Linked DNA regions of Anser cygnoides: region 2 is linked to region 1. The links are chromatin contacts, called in public Hi-C maps. All regions are on one chromosome and are shown on one strand. The core of a region is the stretch at or near the end of the contact, and the rest is flanking DNA. Distances in the headings are between cores, read along the strand shown. Region 1 holds the start of THNSL2 (threonine synthase like 2). Region 2 holds the start of MRPL35 (mitochondrial ribosomal protein L35).

Evidence for each region. A called contact is a pair of places that touch in the nucleus more often than the background predicts.
Region 2: a contact with region 1 is called in a Hi-C map of liver, with 2.0 times the contacts expected there. The contact joins the promoter of MRPL35 here to the promoter of THNSL2 in region 1. A contact is called at or near these places in 2 of 7 Hi-C or Micro-C datasets (both in liver).

The regions. Positions count from the first base shown.
Region 1 is chr4:5,981,911-5,989,212 of Taihu_goose_T2T_genome, forward strand. It overlaps THNSL2 (threonine synthase like 2), which reads right to left and starts at 2,762. Exons shown (of 9, transcript XM_048081105.2): 1 at 2,633-2,762; 2 at 229-456. The coding sequence starts at 451.
Region 2 is chr4:6,275,638-6,282,609 of Taihu_goose_T2T_genome, forward strand. MRPL35 (mitochondrial ribosomal protein L35) reads right to left here and starts at 2,092. Exons shown (of 4, transcript XM_048047898.2): 1 at 1,934-2,092; 2 at 1,627-1,798; 3 at 454-598; 4 at 1-237. The coding sequence starts at 1,964. The coding sequence ends at 49. IMMT (inner membrane mitochondrial protein) reads left to right here and starts at 2,151. Exons shown (of 13, transcript XM_066995556.1): 1 at 2,151-2,307; 2 at 6,237-6,313. The coding sequence starts at 2,190.

The DNA.
Region 1 (7,302 bases), core at 1,512-4,011:
TGCGATCACCACAGTCCCCAGCACATAGGGAACACCTTGTCCAGAAGGTAACAAGCCCCAGCAAGGCGAGGGAAAAGAGGGAAGAAAACGGATCAGGCGATGGTGCAGCTGGCTCCATCCTCTGGGGGCTGCAAGAGGATGGGGCTAATGCAGGTGGAAGCATCCAAACACCCCAAAATCCTCACACACGTCCCTGCTAATAGCTCCCACCGCCCGGTTGAGGCTCACCGTTGAGGGCGCTCCGCGGGACCAGCTCGGGCGCGATGAAGAGGGAGCACAGCTCCTTCACCAGCTCGGGGTAGGAGAGGCGGCTCCAGCGCTGCAGGGTGGCCCCGTCCAGTGAGGGGATGCTCCGGGGCATGAAGAGGCCGCCGTCAGGAGCGTAGCCGGAGAAGAGGGCTCCCTCGAAGTCGACAGCCCTCGAGCCTCCCCGTGTGCTGACATACTCCATGGGTGCTGTTGGGGGACACCACGGTCACTGCCAGGACCCCAGAGCAGCCGCCCCATTAGGAACGCCCAAGCAGACCTCCCAGACACCTCCAATGTGGACACACACAGCCGGAGGGCAGCGTTGTGGGGTATTTTGTGGGCAGTGGAAGCGCTGAGTGGGGTTTGCACCCAGGGGGCTGCGAGGAGCCCTCTTGTCGGGCTTCCCCTGATCCGGACACGTCCCTGCTGCTGCAGCAGGCACCGTGCCTGCACCTGACGTCCCCTACAGGCTACGTGCAAAGGCTGGAGCTTTAAAATAAAAATAAGCAAATAAGAATCTCTTTAAAAAACAGTAAAGGAGGAAACAGGGAAAACAGGGAGGGGAGTAAGAGGGAGAGAGAAAGCGGAGGAAAGGGGGGAAGGATTATGCATCTAGTGCAGCCTGATTTTGTTCAAAAGGGTTAAAGCAAGGACAGGATTTGCGCGACAAGTACAACAAACTTCCAGGATCCCCTTTTTTCTTTTTCATAAAGGTATCCGCAAGGTCTGGGGCTTTGAGCCTGCAGGGCTTTCTGCCCCAGCACCTTGTGCACAATGCTTTCGTTCCTTCCAAATTTCCCCTCCTTGCCAAAGCAACCAACCCGTCCCCCGACACACACACACACAATTACCCTTCAGAGCTGCCCCACAAGAGCAGACAAAGGGGGAAAAAAAAGCTTCCAGAGGTGGTAAACAACCAGCCTTTAACCCGGATCAGCTCGGCCACGGCTCCGGGGCCGTGAGGGGGCGGAGGCGGGAGCAGGGCCGGGAAATGGCGGCCAGGCGCGGGGCGGGGGGGGGTCCATGGTTGGAGGGGAAAGCTCGGAGTTCAGCAGGGCAGGCCCCGGGTTGGGTTTAAATTTAAGGTTAAATCTGCAGGAAGTAGGATCAGAAAGCTCCGTGAGTGCCTTCCCACCATGCAGTTCACCCTGGGAGGCTGTGACTTGGAGCAGCGCCGTCCCTCCGTGGGGAAACTGAGGCAGGGAAGGGCTGTGCGTCCCTTTTCTTGATTTTTACTTGATTTCCTTGCCTGGTTTTCCTCGGTTAGTGCCTGTATGGGGCTGCATGCACAGCTGCAGCAGGTGCAGGGACTGGAGCCCAGTAAGGCAAGGTGCAGAGGGTGCCTGGTTACCACCGGCTGTGAGTCAGAAAGCTCATGGGACAGAAGGGACACGCTGCCTCCAAAGTGCCAGAAACCGACCCAAAACACATCACTGCTCCAACCAGCCCGGCTACCAGCGAGCGAGGCTACCCAGTGGGACGGAGCAATGCTGGTAGTCTCCAAATTCACCACATCTCAGAGACCAGCCAACAACAGATCCCTGAATTTATTATACAAACTATCACCCAAGCTGCCCCCGTCTCCTCACCGTAAGAGTTTCACGTTACGGGCTCCCAACCCCTTGATCAGGGTCTGTCCCCATCCCAGGCCGGTTCACAGGGGGACTGGAATTGGCAAGGCAGGACCTTGCTCTCCAGGGACAGCTCGGGCTTCAGTCAGTTGTGAAACCTCCCCAGGGCCGTCCCTGGTGCTTCCTGGAGTCACCAAAAGCCCTGGGGTCACCCGAGGACCCTGTTTTGGGGACACGGGCCACTTACCTCAAGCTGGCCCTGACATGCAGGGCAAATCCCGCAGTGCCACAGTGGTCTCAATAGATGTTTTCAGTCCCATAAGTTTTTAATGCCCTGTGTATTTTCAGAAGGTAAGTGATCTATTAATACATGCTCCAGTTAGTTATTAATCCCTTGTTTACCTGCTCTGGAAGGGTATTTTTCTCCATCACGTTTCAGCAGCAGCTCACACACACGCACAAAATAATAAATAAAAAATAAATAGCATTTCTGGGCAGGACAGCAAAATGATAGAAATGAATAAAACACTGAGAGCTGCAGGGTACGTGGTTTGTCTCTTCTGCCCTGATCTCTTCCTTCTGCCATGAGAGCGTGCTGAATTTGGGGTTCATGCAGAGGCAGAGCACAGTTTGAGCAGAACCTTCAGCAGAACAAGGGAAGGATCAAATCCCTAGGAAAACCCACACAAGCTGATAATTTTTGTTACCAACATAATTCAATATTACCAACGCGTATATGATCATCTTCACAAGTGACATGACCCTGCAGGGTCACCTCACCTCTCCCACCACTGGCACCTCCAGGCATTTACCTCATATATATCTAAGACTTCTCACGTGTGAATTAGCTGCATGAGATTATTTCACTGCTTCATCTAAAAGTATTTTTTTTTCAAGTGAAGAGCTTACAATGTAGCACATACAGGACCCCTGAAAAAAAAATATAAAAAATAATAATAATAAAAAAAAAACTGGATACCTGCTGCTCTGTGCTTGTAAATAAATAGTCTCAAGGCTGCTGATGCAGCTTTAACTACGCCCCGTGCCTGTCAGTGGTGATAGCTCTTGCTAACGAGGTCATGGGTTAATGCCGTGGCGGATGTCAGCATTTGCTACTGCTGCAGCTGGGGATGAGCTAAGTACTGCTTATGTGGCGGCCAGAGGTGAGCACAAGGAGCACGTGGGCCGTGCCATTTCTCGGGAGGGCTTTTCCCATGCCCTGCCCTGCAATCTCCGTGCTTTCATTTTTGGAATTATCATTTCCTTGTCAGCTGCGGTAGCAGACCCAAGATCTGGAAGATGTAACAGCCTTTGATTAACCTGGTACTGCCCAGTGCCTCCGTGTTTCTGCTTGGATGTGCACTTCCACTTTGGACCTTGTATGTTCCTGAGGAGTTGATGGGTGCTCAGTTGCTCTTTGGACTTGCCTATCAGAAATCAGCTGTGTTTGCAAACACTAACCAAAGCTACTGTGTCACTTTTCCAGCTTTTTTTAACAGTTTCCATCAGTTTCCATCCGTCCAGGTTGGATTTCCTCAACCTCTCTACCCACGAAAGGCATCCTGAAGCGTAGCAAAGAGTAAGAAAACAGAAAGGCATATGTAGCAGTGAGAAGCTGGGTTTGGGTGCCCTTTCTATACCTCCACCAAAGCATCCCCAGGCCCGGGAGAGCTGCAGACCCCAGGTTCCGCCAGCCACCGATGAATCCTCTATCACTAGATGGCGGCAACGCCTTGCGTCCAGGGAGGAGATGCACAAAGGCAGCCTTGCCCTGGTTGCAGTCACTCTCACACCTCACACAGGGCATTTCGCCTTCACTGCACCCAGGCCACGGTGCTCAGCCGCAGTTTCAGGCAGCAGCAAGAAACACGGCTCCGAAGAGCCCTGTTTTGTAGAGCTGAGGAAGGGGAGGCACAGGAGATGTCCTTTGGCAGGAGGCCGGGTTACGGAGCTGGGTGGCCTGAGCAAATGCAGCAACTCGTCGCAGTTTTCAGTTGGATTTGGTGATCTTAGGGGTCTTTTCTGTCCTAAATGATTCTGTGGTGGGAAAGGTGTTCTTCATCTTCACGCCATCTTCTCCCTGAGTGTCCTGGGGGTTTATCCCTTTTCGTAAATATGATTCTATGTTCACCCTTCTTCCAGCACAGTCTCTCTTCTCTGGGGGTCCCTGCAGCCTACAGCCTGGCAGAAACTCAGAAAGGGGCACGTCAAAAGACCCCAACTCACAACCAGGACTAGAAGGTGCCACGTTTAATCATAAAGCACAAAGATGGCCTCAACGCCACAAAAATGCCTTTCTCTCCTAGTCCTGTCTCTGCCCGTGAGCTGGCTGATGTCTGCAAACTGCATACGCAAAAAAAGCTTTCATATCTATAAACAGCCCAAGCAATTCTGGGCAGGTCCAGCAAATGGCTGATAAGGATGTTTGAGGTTTTGCAATGCCATTTCCTACCGGAGTACATCCCTGTAGGGAAAAAATGTGTAAGCCTGTCACTGGAGGTAGGTGAAGAAGCCATGCATCCCCTCCCCTCTCAGGCACAGAAGTTTGAGTTTTTACAGAGGAAACAGGGAGTTTTGGGGTAGAACCTGTAAGGTTTGGGCCAGAAATCAAAACATTTAATTTTTGCCTTTCTCAGAGGTGGCGGGCCCGAACCTCACATATTGGTGAGGTTTGGGATCCGTAGCAGGAAGGGGGCTAGGAGGGTTGCAGAGAGCATCTGCAGCTGCACGGGCAAGCATGCACCCCGACTCATATCTTCAAGCTTCACCTCAAGGAGGTACAAGGCAGAAATGTACAACTGCAAGTGAATCAAAGTGCTAGGAGCTGCACTTCTATTCCGGTAAACTTGGCTTTTCTCCCCTCTTTCTAAATCCGACATGAATTGTAGGCATCTCAGCTGACATGAGGTAGGACTTCCATGTGGGCCACCTGTCCCTGCGCACAACTGTGTACACACACACGCAGTTTTCCACCCCGACCCGTGGTGATTTCGCAGTGCCAAGAGCAGCCAGCATGTCAGCCCTTTCGCCAGGGCTAGGTGTGACTCTTTCCTGCTGTGAGGTGTCTCACAACGGGCTCAAGGACATCTGTGTTGTGGTTTGGGTCTTAGAGACCAAAGTGCAGGACCCACTCGTAAGGACAGAGCAGAAAGGGAGTGTGAGGATGGGATTGTGCAATGCTCACTCCCTCGGTGAGACACCAAACACACCCTTGCCTTTCTCCAGGAGGTTGTGCAATCCGGTCCTGCTCTGCCAAGATCGCATTAATAGGGCCAAATTTTATCTCCAAATCTGCAGTCACACGGGATGTGGGTTCTGTCACTGCCAGCCAGGCAGGAAGATGAACAAGGAGGAGGAGGAGGAAGATGCTGCAGTAGCCACACAGTTACAGCACGTTTTCTTTATCAGCTTTCCTTTGGGAAAGTCACTCAGTCTCTGGGCACTTCATCGTGTATAAAGCAGAGATACCTGTGCTTACAGAGGTGCTTTGAGCATCGTAAATGTGGCAGAAGCACCAAGCAGGACGTGCACGGTGGCAATTCTGGACTTTGTCCACAGCTCTGGGCTCGCTGGCACCGTGGTCATTTCCCATGGAGTGCCTCCCTGGCCGTGAACCTGCTGCACGTTTGGATGCTCTCAGGCCGCACTCAGCCTCTCGCTCTGCCCTCCTCACAGCAGTGTGGTGCCTCGGCACTCGTGCCCGTATGGGCCTGAGAAGCTCTCCTTGACTAATTGCTGCCATCCACTGTGAGCACTCATTAAGTGAGCCACCGTGTTTAATAAATCAGGATCAAGGCCAGCTGGAGGGGTGAGCACTGTCTCAGAGTGACAACCGGGTGTCCCTCCGGGATGGATTTCACCTGACGGCCTGGAGGCACTCTGTTACCGCCACTCTTCTCATCCCAACGTGCAAGTCTCCACTTGGTCAGACAAAGGTTCGCTTATCCCCGCTGTGTCTCAGGGGCTCTTCATGCCCCCAGACCAGATGGAGATACCTGCACTGCAGATGTGTGATGGGACGAGATGAAATGCATTTGCATGGGTTGAATATTCACTGCCCTGAGGGGCTCTTCCAGACCATCCTCACTCAAACACATAATGGTGAATGGCTCCATTTCTCTCCCAACATTTTCTTTCCCTGCCCTAGCACAAACTATCTCCATGAGCAATGACGCCATTTTCAGACCCTGTTCCTCGACTCTCTAAACTGGGTGGTGGGATGAAGGACAGCCTTGTCCCACCATGGGTACCAACAGCCACAGCCAGCTCTTCTGGGCGCTCCGCTACCCGGGGGATCATTGGCAAGCCGAGGTGAGGCAGTGATAGGTTTCATGTTATCATGGAGATCTCCGCCTTGTCCCTGGAGAAGCAATACAGGGACTTTGCTCCCTTTGGGACCTTTGTCCTAAAGGGACACGGCTGATGACAGGGGCTGCCCTTCACTGAATTTCGGCATTAATAGAAAGTGTTATCAAGCTGCAGCGCTCTGTACAAGCTGCCGCTTTCGGCAGTCTTATCGAGGCTCTGATACTGGCATATCTAATCTAAAGCAATTCGAACTGGCGCTTGCGTGTCTACGGTTTGGAAGGTACAGCTTGGAGCCAGACAGGCTGATGTTGATTCCAGGAGACCATCAAGACCATTAAAAAGGAAAAAAAAAAAAAAAAGCTGTAAAGCTGGGAAAGGTGCCATATTTCATCTAAGTGCCGTCTTGGTAATGCAGCCCAATGAAAATCTGGCAAATACCAAGAAGGACAGGGAGTTTATTGCAGCAGAAGCATCTTTTCCCATCCTGTCCAGCCTTTTGAAGCAATGCAGCCATGTGGCCTGCTTAAAGAAACCTTTGTTCCTCAAGGTTAGAGGTAACCAAACCAAAGATGTGAAAAGTGGGCAGCAGGCCAAGTTGCCAGGTACAAGCACAGCAGAAATAGAGATGGCCCAAGGAATAATATGGCTTAAGACAGAAGGAAACCCACATGGGGATCGGTGATTGTGACAAGCTTGTGACCAAACTCTTCAAAAAATGGTTTTGGGGGTTCTCTCCTGGGTTTGCGTTAAAGGAATCCATGACTGAATCAGCAACAGCTGGCTTGCAACCCTTCCTATGTTGGCTAAGAAAATCCAAGTGTAGTGCCCAGCCCCAGCTTCCCAAAGCACTGAGGAGAAAGAAAAGGCTTCAGAAAGTCTGGGCAGTCACCCGTGGGGTAGATAAGAAGAGGTGCAAGAATGCTGTCCAAGACTCCTGCAAGGCTGCCAGGTGCCCCATCCTGGGCTGGAGCAAAGTGCCTGTGTTCACACAGCGCTCTGACTGTGAAGTCCTTTTTGGAGTTCAAAGCCTAAATTAGAGCTATGGCTCAAACCAGAGGAGGAAGAGAAGGCTTTTTCCTCACCACATTGTCCAAGTCACCGAGAAGCAGTGCATGTAAGAGGGTGGTTTCCCATTGCCCTGGCAGACAACAAGTCGAAGTGTTTAAATCGTGGG
Region 2 (6,972 bases), core at 842-3,341, 290 kb after region 1:
ACACAAGACACCGCCTCTTTCGTAGAAAGATGCAAAAAATAACAATTTCTACACACGAAGATTTGTGCGGTCATGGTACTTCTGGTAGGGATCATCAACATACCAGTTTCTTCTTTTCCAGAAAGAAGTGGTCATTTTATCGAGGAGCTTACATTGCGTTCTAGTGCACAGCACCATCTCTCTCAAACGCTTCTTCTGGGCAGAAGACTTCTTCCACAATTTCTTCTTGTACCCAGACTGTCAGAAGAAAATACAGAAGAAATTAAGCAGGTTGCTGCCAGCCGATATGCATATATAGCAATACTGATAAGCAAACCTGGATAAATCCCCCACTTTCAGGAAGTCAGGAGTCTCCCTGTGCACACTTCCATACTAGCTACTGCCTCCTGATGGAAGGAAAACAGCCTGCTGTCTGTGAACACAAAGCTTGTGTTCCTTGAAAAAAAATCTTACCTTTCTCCTCACCCAAAGGCCATTATGCAGCCGGAGAAACCTGTCGATGACAGCTTTCACAGTTTTCCTCTTTCCTTTCCGTAAACTGTAGTAAGTGACGGTCCTCACTGGCTGCTGAAGTATAGTTGGAAGTAGAGGTGTGACTCTAAAGGAAAAAAAAGGGGGGAAATAGAACAGGAATGAAACAACTCTTTCATTAAGCCAGTCATTGGATTTTTCACATAATGAGAAATCAGAAGTGCTCTGACTTGTTTGAGGGTTAACAAAAATTCAGCTCACATTGCAACATGTCATTCAACAAGCGTTAGGTATCAATGCTAACTGAATTCCAAATGAAATAAATTCATCTTGAAGCTACTGTAGAACAGCTTTTCCATCTACTAAAAGCGTGGTTAAATACTCAAGAGCAAACATACTCAACTGTTATTGGCATTCAGAACTTTTAGAACGTTAACGATCAGCAAAGGAAAGCGATTACAACAAACCTATTTGTAAAGTCAAGTCTACACCTACCAAAGCACATTCTGTTTTACATCCTCCTTCAAACATTATGCTCAATACAAGTGGAAGACTTGGGATTATAATTGTTTTGAGATACCAAAAAGCAGTAAGAAGCTTCTCAGCCAAGAAAGAGGCCACCTGCTTCTTTGCTGAGGTGCCAAGGAGGGGCTAAACTTGGTGAAAACAACTGCCTGAAAGGGGAGAGCTGTGGGGAGCTGGGGGTCGGCCTCTTCTCACAGAGTAACTAGTGATAGGACTAGAGGGAATGGCCTCAAGTTGTGCCAGGGGAGGTTCAGGTTGGAAATGAGGAGACATTTCTTCTCAGAAAGAGCAGTCAGGCATTGGGACGGGTTGCCCAGGGAGGTGGTGGCGTCACTGCCCCTGGGAGTGTTCGAGGAGAGGTTGGGCCTGGTGCCTGGGGACATGGGTTAGTGGTGACATTGGTGGTAGGGGGGTGGTTGGACCAGGTGGTCTTGAAAATCTCTTCCAGGATCAATGATTCTGTGAAGATCTGTTCCTCGCCTCTTCCATCCTTCCCTTGCTTTGCTGGTGAGCTCTCGCTGAGGGGAGGCAGCACAGCGCAGCGCCTACCTGCCTCCTGACCCCACCGCACCCCCAGAGGCTTCACCCCCACACCAGAATCGCTCCAGCACCGCGCAGGCCATACCCTACCTGCCGAGGACGGAGGGGAAGCCCCCAGCGGGCAGGCTCCCGAGGGGCCCCAGCCCCTTCCCGAGCGGCGCCGCCTCCCGCAGCCGCCCGAATCCCCTCAGGGGCACACCTCGCCCCGCGCCGACACCTCGGGCTGCCCGCGGGGCCCAGCTGCCGAGCGGCCGGAGGAGCCCTGCGGAGAAGCACAGCCCTCACAGGCGGCGGCCCTGAGGCGAGGCCAGGCGAGGCGCCGCCATTTCGAAGGCGCCGCGCTGCCCCCCCCCCACAACATGGCCGCCGCCACCGCCCCCCTCCCTCAGCCACCGACCCGCCACAGCCCCGCGCAGCGCCGCCGCCATGTCCCGGCCGCCGCAGGAGGAGGCGGAGCGGCGCCAGGGGAGGGCCCCGGGAGCCCCGCGCTGGGGGCGGCGCTGACGGGCCCGGGAGGAGCCGCGGCCCCGCTCCGCCTCACGCCGCGCTCTAAAATGGCGGCCGCCCTCCTCCTGGCTGCGTCATCACCTCCTCGCCTTCTGATTGGCCACGCTGCCCGTCACTCTCTTCCCGCTCTGCCCGCCCCCCCGCGCATGCGCGCTGCCCGGTTCCTGGCGGTGAGGGGCGGAGGCGGGCGGTGCCGGCGGCGGAGGCGCACACGGGGCGATGCTGCGGGCGTGGCGGCGGGCGGGCGGCGCGGTGGCCGCGCAGGTGAGCGGGGGGGAGCGCGGCGAGGCGGGGGAGCCCCGGGCCGCCCGCCGCGGGGCCGAGGCACGGCACGTCCTCTGAGCGCCGCTCCGTCGTCTCGCAATGACTCCGCGCGCGCGGGCCGCCATTGGCTGCCGGGCTGCTGAGGGACAGCCGCGGGAGCCAATGAGGCGGCTCGGGGGGCGGGCGCGTTGATGGGGCGCACTACAAATCCCGGCGAGCAGCGCGCGGGGTCTGCTTGGTGCTGAGCGGAGCCGGGCGCGCGAGGCATGCCGGGCCTTGTAGTCCCCCGCCCGTCTCCGACCGGGCGTAGCGGGGGCTGACGGGTGCCGCGCTGCATGCTGGGTGTTGTAGTCCGTTGGGCGCAGGGCCTGTGGTGGCTTCCTTGAAGGGGGGGTCCCCGAGGGGGGCCGGGGCCGCGCTGGGGGGCGGCCGACACCGGCGGGGCCCGGCCGGGGCACACGGCGGGGCTGGCGGCGGGGGGCCGGGCCCGTGGGGCGGCGGGGAAGGACGTGACCTTGGGCCGGGGCGTCTAGCAGCTGGCTGCCGGAGGGGGCTGTGAGGAGACCTAAGGGGGTCGCGAGGGGTCTGAGGGGTGCCCGCGGTCGCTGCCGTCCCCCCTCGTATGTGGTGCCCGTGGGTACAACGCAAAAAAGGAGCAGGAGGGATGCCAGGGTGAAAAATTCCCCCTGTGCGCTTCTCTTCTGGGCCTTTCCTGTCCTCACGATGCTCTCCCCACGTGGTTGTGGGGTATGAAGCCTTTTTAAAGCAGCCACTCGCTTCTGGAAGATGGAAGGGTTCGTAGACGAGGCTAACACCTCCACAAAGGCCTCGGCTTCTATTTCGGGGATCTGCCTAACAGTAGTACACAAAAATAAAAAGATCAAATCACTTTTATATTCGACTCTATTCCAGTTTCGTTACTCTTCCTATCCACGCGCTCTGTGGATGAAGTGTGTCCCGTTACAGCCTCTCCCACCCCAGCAGCCGGCGTTTCCTCTTGCAGCTTTATAAGGCCGGGAGAGTTCTGCCCAGGTCATCCGATGCCTGCTGAAGCGAGGGCCTGGGGAAGGTTTGAGCCAGGAGATGAGAAGACAGAAAGCAGGCTGTCACAGATGTTTGTCTCTCACATCCCTGTGCACGTGTTCAGTCTGTAAGGGTACATCTAGAATGACTGTGCAGCTCTGGAGAATGGGGTGTTGTGCTCTGGAGTTTGGAAGCGTGCCTTCAGTCTATAAAAGTTCGATGGAAAAGCTGCAGACACGGAGATGCCAGAGCATTCCGTGGAGCTTTTTTATCCGTACCCTTGCAATTTCTTTCCTTACTTTAAAAAATGAGTTTTTTTCTTCATCCCTAATCATGTTTCTCGATTGCTTGATAAAGGAGACTTAGTTTGAATAGCAGAGGCGTGTTTGCAGGCAAGTGGGATCACCTGAGCGTTCACCTGGTGGGGAAGCTCTCAGCACTCCATTACACGTACGTGTACAGGCAGCTGCTGGTCCCCTGGGGTTTCTGCAGCTAAAAGCTGTCCCTTTCGGTTGGCAAAAAAAGAAACTAGGTGTAAGAAACGAATGTGTTACAGCGCTGGTTTTGCAGGAGATGCAGAATTGTGGCCTCTAGCCTGATGTGAGGTGACGTTAAGGAATTTCTCACAAGGAGGGAGAACTCTGTTGGCAGTAATGCCATGTAACGCCTGTGGGGCCTGTGGGCACCAGCGGGGTGATAGAGGGTGCTCCCTGTGGCTGGCCTGCGTTGCGTTGCTTTTGGGGAAAGATCCTCGCTGCTGATGCTCCTGTCGGAGCTGCAGCCTTGGGTTATTTTCCCCAATTGCACGATTGTGAAGTTCGGTTCTGCAGTCAGATGCCCTTGTTGCACATAACCTCTCTCATTACGCGGACCGACTTCCCCTGAAGTTTCTCTTTTGCTCTTATTTAAGCACACAAATCCCGCGTTGTGCCCTGCGGGCTGCCTCCTGCGCAGATGCAGCGTGGAGAACGAGGACGGCTTTAGCTCGGGCTGAATGAACTCGGAGGGTGGCGTGCCCTTGAGCTCTGTCTGGGTATTTGAACTTGTGCCTGAAGTCTACGTTCAAGGCGGGGGTGGTTTCTCTAATGAAGTCCTGCTGTGCCCTGCCTGCCCCGAGCGCCTTGCCAGGGAGACAATCTCCCGTGGGTAACCCCAAATGCTGGACTCACTGGGTTCTGTATGCTGCCTGCACTGAAGGTACGAAGTGCTCTGCAAAGTGGTCTTGCAATGACTTAACAGTGGATAAAAAATGTGAAATAATGAGTATTAAAGGAGTTAGGTGAAGGAAACAGCACATGGGAGTGCTGGAGGGGGAGGAAATGGCCGCAGCTGCTCTCAGTGCCCTGCTGCAGGGATGTGTGCTCCCTGCTGGGTTCCCTACTGAGGGGATTTTTTATTGGTAATAAGCACCTGCTAATGATTCAATGGGGAGATGAGAAACTCCTCCTGATTTTCCAAATTAGGGCGATGTAGTGGATTTAAGCAAGATTTTTAGTGGCAAAAGGCAAGCAGTACAGCTTTAAAAAATTGCCGCTGTTTTTTTTGGAGGGAATAGTGTATTTTGGTGAGAGGGAAGAAAACGAGAGTGGGTTTCTGCTTATAAAATACCGGCAGTTAAAGGTTGTAGTTTGCTGCTCCTGTGGCCTGCATTTGGCTTGCTCTCATCTTGCTGCACTGTGAAGAAGCTTGACGAGGCTCTGGGCGAAGGCTCATTTCCAGGTGAGGGCTGGTCACGGCGCCACAGACCCAGGGTTTTAGAAGGGAGTGGAAATTCAGCCAGAAAACCAACCCAGAAAACGTTGTCTCCCTTACTCTGTTGTAAATGAGAAGATCAGCTAAGGCTTGCGAAGGACTCAGGGGTAAGAAATGCTGGTTTCCTCTCACCGTCCACGCCCTCCTGTTACTAATCAGAGAGTTTTGGCTGACTTTCTGGAAAAAAATAGGAGTTCAGCGTGCCTGCCTTTCCTCTGCGGTGTCGGATAAGGATGGGACCTGACCCCCAAGACGCGTGCTTGTTACGTGTTGCCCTACGCAGAAGGAAACAGAGAAGGCTTTCTTCTTGGGTCGGGGTTTAGCGAAGCATCCCCTGATTCTTGTTCATTGATTTTTATTTTTATTTTGTAATTTTCTAGTTGCCCAAAGTACTGCAGCTGTGGGAAGCGATCCTTTTGTGAGTCGTGCACGGATCTCCCTTGAGCCCTGTGTTCCTCTTTTAGCAATTGACATGTGGAAAAAGAAAAACGGAGGGGGCAGTGCTTCTCCTCATTCTCAGGATTAGAGTATCTTAAGCAGTCTTTCTGGTAAATCTGCTTTTTGGGCTAAAACAGGAGATAAACATCTTGGGTCGTGTTATTTGTGTTAAGTAGAATGTGGCGATGTATCGCCCCTCATACAGTAACTTCATTTCTATTATAATCCCGTCTCTGTTTCGATAGAGGTGTGTTCGTAGTTCTTTTAGAGAAAGTCTTGGTGTGGGAGCTGAAGAAGAAATTGTGCCTTCAAAGCAAGGCATAAGTGTTTAAGCAGCTCTGGTGTTTTGCAGTCACAGCTGAGCTGTGGTAGCTCGTGAGGCTGCTGGAGAGAACCCAAACTGATGCAGTTGTGCCACACGGACGGGAGGAAGGGAACACAAACAGGGAAAACAGTAGCAGAAATATCTTGGGATGTTCTTTGCTTGTTTTTCAAAATGACTAATTATTTCTTAAGATGCCCTTAAGCTGCTCTTGCGAAAAGTCTGTTGTCTGGGGGGAGAAAAAACTCCAGCATCGCTGCCCTTGCGCTGGCTGCTGCCTGCCTTTGGAGCCCGCGTGAGACGTGGCGGTGGAACAAGCTGACCTGAAACGGGAGCGAAGGTGAGGAGGCGCTTCGGGGTGCCCGCTAACTCTTCTCTCCTCCACCCCTCACAGAGTTGCCGGTGTGGGAGAGCATCGCTGCGTCCGTCACGAGTGAGCCGTGGATATGCGACCCCGTCGGGAGAGTCGGGGTGCGTAGAAGGATTTGGGGGGGGTGGGCTCTTGTCTCCTGTTCCTTCTGCCGAGGGTGAACCTGCTCCTGGAGTTCATGTGAGAGCAAGCCGATGGTGGGGGTGGGATTTCTCCGGTTAGTAGCTTTTATTCTCCTGGTTCCTTGTGTTCCTTGCTTGATTGACTCGGATCTAAATGAATCTTACCGAGGTGAGTGCTGTCGAGAAGGGAGGTTGGGGGTGGTCACCTTGAACCAAGCTGTGATGCGATTTACGTCATTTTCACTCTTTCCCCCCCCCAACAGTGTTTCTGTAGGCAAAATTATTGGTGCCAGTGTCTTGTTTGTGGGTGGAGGAGTAGGGGGAACTGTCCTGTACGCCAGCTATGACACGCAGTTCCGGGAGAACGTAGAGAAAGCCATCCCCTACTCTGATAAACTCTTTGAGATGGCACTTGGTCCCGCACCTTACAGTGCACCACTGCCAAAGAAACCGGTAAGTGTTTCCCCCACGGCACGCTTCATTCTTCCTTTTTCAGAGAGAGCACCTGCTCTTAGCTTTCAAATTCCAGTAAGTTTTGTTGTGCATCGTTTAAGAATTACGAGCTCAGCATTTTTGTTGCAGTTTTTTGCTTTTCTTTGAAAAGACACTGAAGGACTCTGTAGATCCTTTCCTGTTTC